2 separate regions of the Anas platyrhynchos genome follow, and region 1 is linked to region 2. A link is a contact called in public Hi-C data. All regions are on one chromosome and are shown on one strand. Each heading gives the region's core, a stretch centred on a gene start, on an enhancer-like site or on the middle of the called end of the contact. The rest is flanking DNA. Distances are from core to core; before and after follow the strand shown. Region 1 holds the start of ZFHX3 (zinc finger homeobox 3). Region 2 overlaps ZFHX3 (zinc finger homeobox 3).

Region 1 (2,700 bases), core at 59-2,558, 140 kb after region 2:
AAAGAGAAACAGACCTTTCTCAGAGTCAAAAAAAAAAAAAAGGGGGGGGGGACGGACAGAAAAAAGAGCGGGGGAAAGGAGTTTAGCAATTTCAGAAAAAAAAAGAAAACCCCAAACCCAATTTATAAATAATTCACACTTTAAAAAAACATGTGTACGTGCTACATGCATACGCATATACACACACACGTACGTGTCCCCCCACACAAGCACATACTCTCCTCTGAGGTTTAGTTTCAGAAGAGTACGGCTCGCCTTCCCTCCGAAGGCGAGGAGAGCAGTTTATTCAGAGGAATCAATAGGAAAGAGCATTTGCAAATATTTAGATACGCGCTGTGCGCTTCGGCATTAAGTAATTAAAAACTGAAACTGAGAAAGGGGGGATTGGCCTACAGTGGCGTTTGCTGCCTTCACCTCTCCCATCCCCCTAGCCGCATTCTTTCCAAAACTGAGCCTGCCCGCCGAAAATAAAAATAATAATTACTCTCATTTGCAATTCTATTCCGGAGCACGTCCCGGGGACGGGGCCACGCGGGCGCCGGGGTCCGTGCGCGGGGCCGGCCGCTCGGCCCGGGGCGGCTCGGCTGGGCTCGGGAGTTCCTCGCCCCTTTGTTTTCCGCGGCCCCGGCTGCGCGGAGCCCCCCGCGCGCGCCCGGTCCCGCCGGGGCGGGGGGGGGGGGTCCCGGCGGGCGGCAGCGCCGCCTCCGCCCCGCGGCCTCGCCGGCCCCGCGCCCGGCCGCGTCCCCCCGCGGGCCGCCGGCCCCGCCGCCCGCCGCCCCATCGATTATGCAGATGGCGCGGGTCGGTCGCCGCCCGGCTCCGCTCCCGCTCCGCGCCTCGCCGCTCCGCTCCGCGCCGCCCGGCGGCCCCGCGGCCGCACAAAGCCGGGCAGCGGCCGCTCGGCCGCCGGCTCTCGGCCGCCGGGGCCGCCGGGCGGGGCGGGGGCTCCGCGGGCGCGCAGCGGCCCCCGCGGCGCCGGCACCTGCGCGTCCCCGGCGGCGGCGGCGGGGCTCCGGGCCGGCGAGCGGCACAAAGTTTGCTGGGGGATCCGGGGCGGTGGGTGGGAGCGGGAGGGAGGGGGGGGCCGGACCAGCCCCATGCAAAGCAGCCCGGGCGCCCCGAGCAGGAGGAGCCCGCGCGGGGGACAGGGCAGAAAAGTTGCCACTTACGCGGTCGCTGCTCCGGCGGCGGCGGCGCTTTTAATCCCGGGCGGCGGCGCGGGGGCTACAGATCCCATGCAGGCTGCGGCGGCTGCGGCGGCAGGAGCGCGCTCCGCGGAGGGGCCCGGGGCAGCAGCAGCGGGAGCCGGGGGCAGCAGCCGGAGCCGAGCGGGAGCCGCCGCCGCCGCCGCCGCTGCCCAGCAGCAGCATCGTTGTCGGGGAGTTTGCAGCCCCCCGGAGAGAGGGGGCCGCGGGCGGCAGCAGCAGCGGCGGCGGCGGGCGGCTCGGGTCGGGTCGGGGCGGAGCGGCGCGGCGCGGAGCGGAGCGGGCGGCGGGGCTGGCGGTCGCCGGAGCAGGAAGCGCCCGGACTCAGATCTGATGATTGGGAAGAAAAAAAACTCTTTGGATCTTTATTCTGCTAATTAGTTTCCTGCAAAAAATGGCTGATTAGTGCAGTGCGCATGTGCCTCATTACCCAGGCACGACGGGAAGGGCTAATTAGCCACCTTCTGGATCAATAAGATTCAGCCCAGGCGGCGGGGGAGGGAGCGAGCGAGCAGGAGCGGGCGGGGGGAGCGCGGCGGCGGCGGCGGCGCCGCACCGAAACTTGGGGCAAGCGGCCGGCCCCCAGCCCGCGGCGGGGGGGCTCCGCGCCGCTCCGCGCAGCGCCGCGCCGGGGCCGGGGAGGGGGCGCGCGGCCGGCCCCGCTCCGCTCCGCACCGCTCCGCTCCGCACCGCGCCGCCGGCCGGGCGCTCGGCGGGGCCACCTGCCCCCGCGCCCCGGGCGGGGCCGCGCCGCCCCGCGCAGGGCAGGGCAGGGCGAGGACGACCCCCGCCGCCGCCGCCGAAGTTTCCCCGGGAGGAGCCGGGAAAGTTGCGGCCGGCGGCGAGCGCAACTTTGTGCCTGCGCCCCGGCCCCGGCCCCCGCGGCGCCCCCGGCGCGGGGCGGGCGCGGAGGAGCGGCCCCGCACATCCCCCGGTGCGGGGCGGCCCCGGGCCGCGCTCCCCGCAAACTTTGCGGCCGCCTCTCGGAGCGGGACAGCTGATCGATACGGCCGCGGGCAGCCGCGCTGGGAGCCGGGCTACAGGTTTCACCAGCCATCGCTGGCAACAGCTTTGTCATTTTCTAAAAATAAGAAGCTAAAAGTTATTGTAGAAGAAGGGGCTTTTTTTGTCCCCTGCACAATATGCCTTTTGTGAGTTTAATGCCATTCTGGGGCTCTCTATAGCCCCGGACAATGGGGAACTCCAGGAGGCGGCTGTGCCTCTGCCTTTTTTCTTTCTTGCTTTCTCCTTTCTCCCCCCACCCCCTCCTCTTCCACCCCCCCCTCCTTTTTTTTTTTTTTTCCCTTTTTTTAGGAAAGGATGCAACATTCCTCCAGTCCCAACAGAATCTCTGGTTTGATTAAATAAATACTTCTCTGGTGTTACGGTAACATTTTTTTTTCCCCTTTCTGTTTGCAGACATTTCTAATTATTATTTACATTTTTAAAAAAATTTTTATTTCCAGCAGCTTTTCCCTCTCCAAGCCAACCTTGG
Region 2 (2,700 bases), core at 22-2,521:
TGCAGACGCGCTGCGGCTGCCTGCCAGCTCGCCGGCAGCTGTGTGGGGCCTTTGCACCCCTGCCTGCAGTGGACTGGATGGACCAAATGTCCCGGACTGAGGATGTCAAAAAGGCTTTGCCTCCAACCGCAGCTCAGCACTGGAGAAGGTGGAGCACGGTGTCTGTGCCCTAATTGTGTGAGATGAGGCTTACAGGTAAAGGCCTTGCAGCAAAGAAGGAATTTGTGCTTAAGGTATGATGTGTGACAATTTACCAACTAGTACTTTTATTCTTTTGACTCTTTGAGTGGATTTAGCTCAGACTGGCTGACCTCAGAAGAAAATCTGCATTTCTCAACAAATGCACTTGAAAGCCAAGTGCAGCAGGACAGTGCTGCTGCAAGCACACTGCCCCACCGGGGCACTCTACAGAGCCTACTCTTCCCATGCTTCCTCAGGAACCTCTGCTTTTCAGCAGAGAAAACCTCCCAGGTGTTATTTCATAGATGAAATGGGATCCTTTCTTTTGCAAGGTCCAGAGGTAAAAATGTAAGTGTCCCAAAAAGCTGACTGCTCTCGATCCTGGTGGACAGGGAGTCACCACCCCCAACACCCAGCCATCAGATTCTTTCAGCTAAAGTACCACTGACAGCCCCTTCATCTAAACTTCCATCTCCCAACCCAGCAACATAATGGAGAAGCCAATTAAATGATTATTAATTCATGCTGCTTTCCGTAAGCCAGAGGTTCTCATCTCCCTGCATTCCGTAAACCAGCCTGCCACTTGCCCTAGAAATTTACAGTGGGGTTTCTGCTATCTCCATTGATTTAAAAAGCAACACCCTCCCCCACATCCAGCCTACTGAAAAATCTCTCCTCCTCCTAAGTTCAGCAGCCAGTCTGGGAAAAAGTTTTCGACTGGACTGGGGAGCTGTTTTCACCGACCGATGGAAAATAAAATTCCATATTTGGTGGCGCCTCCCTCCCCAGAGCTCTCCCTGACGTTTTCTTGGAGCTCCTACTCAGCATCACGAGCCTCTGGGCCAGACAGACCTGCCTCCCGCGTCTGGACACCCCCGTGGCTGGAAATGCCACAGTGACAAGCGTCGCCACGGCGCAGGCCTCGCCGAGGAGCATCCTTAAAACGGCTCTTGCTTTCCTCTGGGAACTCTGAGAACAGAGAGGATTATTTTATCTGTTCTATGCTCGCATGGCCTTCACCTTCTTATCTGTGTAGAACGAGCGATGGGAAGGCCAGGCCCTGTGGTCCGGACCTATCTCCACAGCACGACGAGTGGCAGCCCAGGAGCCTGGAGTGAAGCTGCACCGTGCTTCAGGCTCAGCCTTCCCCTCAGACAGCTGCTATCCAGCAGAAACACAACTGGCATTAATACGGCAAGAATAAATATGAGAAAGTAACTCCACCGAGAGACCCCAGTGACACAAAAGCTGTGAGAGCACAGCTCAGGCTTCCCAGAAACAGCATTTTGGTGTATAACACTGCTACAGTGCTGCCTGTTTGTTACTTCTTGTGTTAATAATATATGGTTGAATGTTTCTCTCTGAAACGCTGTCTGTTTACATTCTTTATTCCCTGAAGGTACCATTCGTTCTAATAAGATGTTGTAGCCATACTAACAGGACTCTATATTGCCTGTTGCTCTACAGTATTTTTTCAAACCTGTGTTTGATAAATAACGTGATTGTATGATAGACAGAAGTAAATACACAGAGATTTGCAAGCACACTTTTGTACCCAGACCTTTATTGTTGCCTTTCGGAAGTATGGCCCTGAAAATGGCCAAGTAATTTGTTTTTCTAATGCTGTGTCATACCTTGCAGCTTGCAGTAAGCTTGAACAACTGAATTATTATAAAATATTCATATGACAGTACCCAGGAGCCCAAGCCACCACAGAACTCCTCAGCACAAACACGGGGCGCCCAGAAAACGTGGTGCAAGGTGCCAAGCAGCACAAGCACACATGGAGGGGACGTGGAGACACCTTGTCTGCCATCACGACCACCACAGACCTTCCCCACTGCCCTGCAGATCAGCAGAGAAGCTCTTGCTCCCCTTGGCATCACACCTGGAGGCTCCTGAAGGACCTGCTCTGTAAGCTGCTCTACAAGGTGCTAGCTTGTGAGCAAAGAACAAAGGTGATGGAGGAGAGAAAGTGGTCTGCACCAGCTGGGTGAGAGATAGTGGAGCAACAACACAAATAGCCAAGTTATGGATCAGTCCCAAAGGTTACAGGGAACCTGACTGTGACCCAGGGAGTAGATCGTAGGAAATCACCCTAACTCACGCACAGCAAGACCCCACGTTTGCAAAGTGGTACCCTAAAACACTGAACTTTTTCTTCCAGGAACGATGTCGAAGACTACATGCTTAGAACTGTGGGAAATCATGTTTGTTTGTTTTAAATTACAAAGGAAACAAGAGATAATCTTTTATATTTACTGATTTTTATGGTTCTTGAACCAGCTATCAATCTGTGTGAATATTACTGTCCAATTGAAATGAATAAATACTCCAACTAACCTACCATGTGAGTCCATATCAACTAATTTAATAAAATCAATGTGTTGAGCTTGGGAAATGGTACAAACAACAGTAATTTTAGTAACTCCTTAAACGCAGCAAGGGAGGGATGAACAGTACTGCCAGGCAGCACAGTTACTGCGGCGAGCAGGAACTACCAGCGAGGAAAGAGTGTGA

Evidence for each region. Hi-C and Micro-C count contacts between places; a contact is called where the count stands out from the background.
Region 1: a contact with region 2 is called in a Hi-C map of F5 follicle, with 2.5 times the contacts expected there. The contact joins the promoter of ZFHX3 here to the enhancer-like site in region 2. A contact is called at or near these places in 4 of 8 Hi-C or Micro-C datasets (F5 follicle, liver, small yellow follicle and 1 more).

What each region holds. Positions count from the first base shown.
Region 1 is chr12:644,539-647,238 of IASCAAS_PekinDuck_T2T, forward strand. It overlaps ZFHX3 (zinc finger homeobox 3), which reads right to left and starts at 1,309. Exons shown (of 10, transcript XM_038185561.2): 1 at 1,170-1,309.
Region 2 is chr12:509,255-511,954 of IASCAAS_PekinDuck_T2T, forward strand. The region is part of intron 5 of ZFHX3 (zinc finger homeobox 3); the gene reads right to left. Among named protein-coding and RNA genes, the nearest start is that of ZFHX3, 140 kb to the right of the region's middle. Within about 2 kb of position 1,272, at least 5 of the 8 cell types and tissues checked have an H3K27ac peak or open chromatin away from gene starts, as enhancers often do. A contact at or near this core is called in F5 follicle, small yellow follicle and subcutaneous adipose tissue, where this site is marked.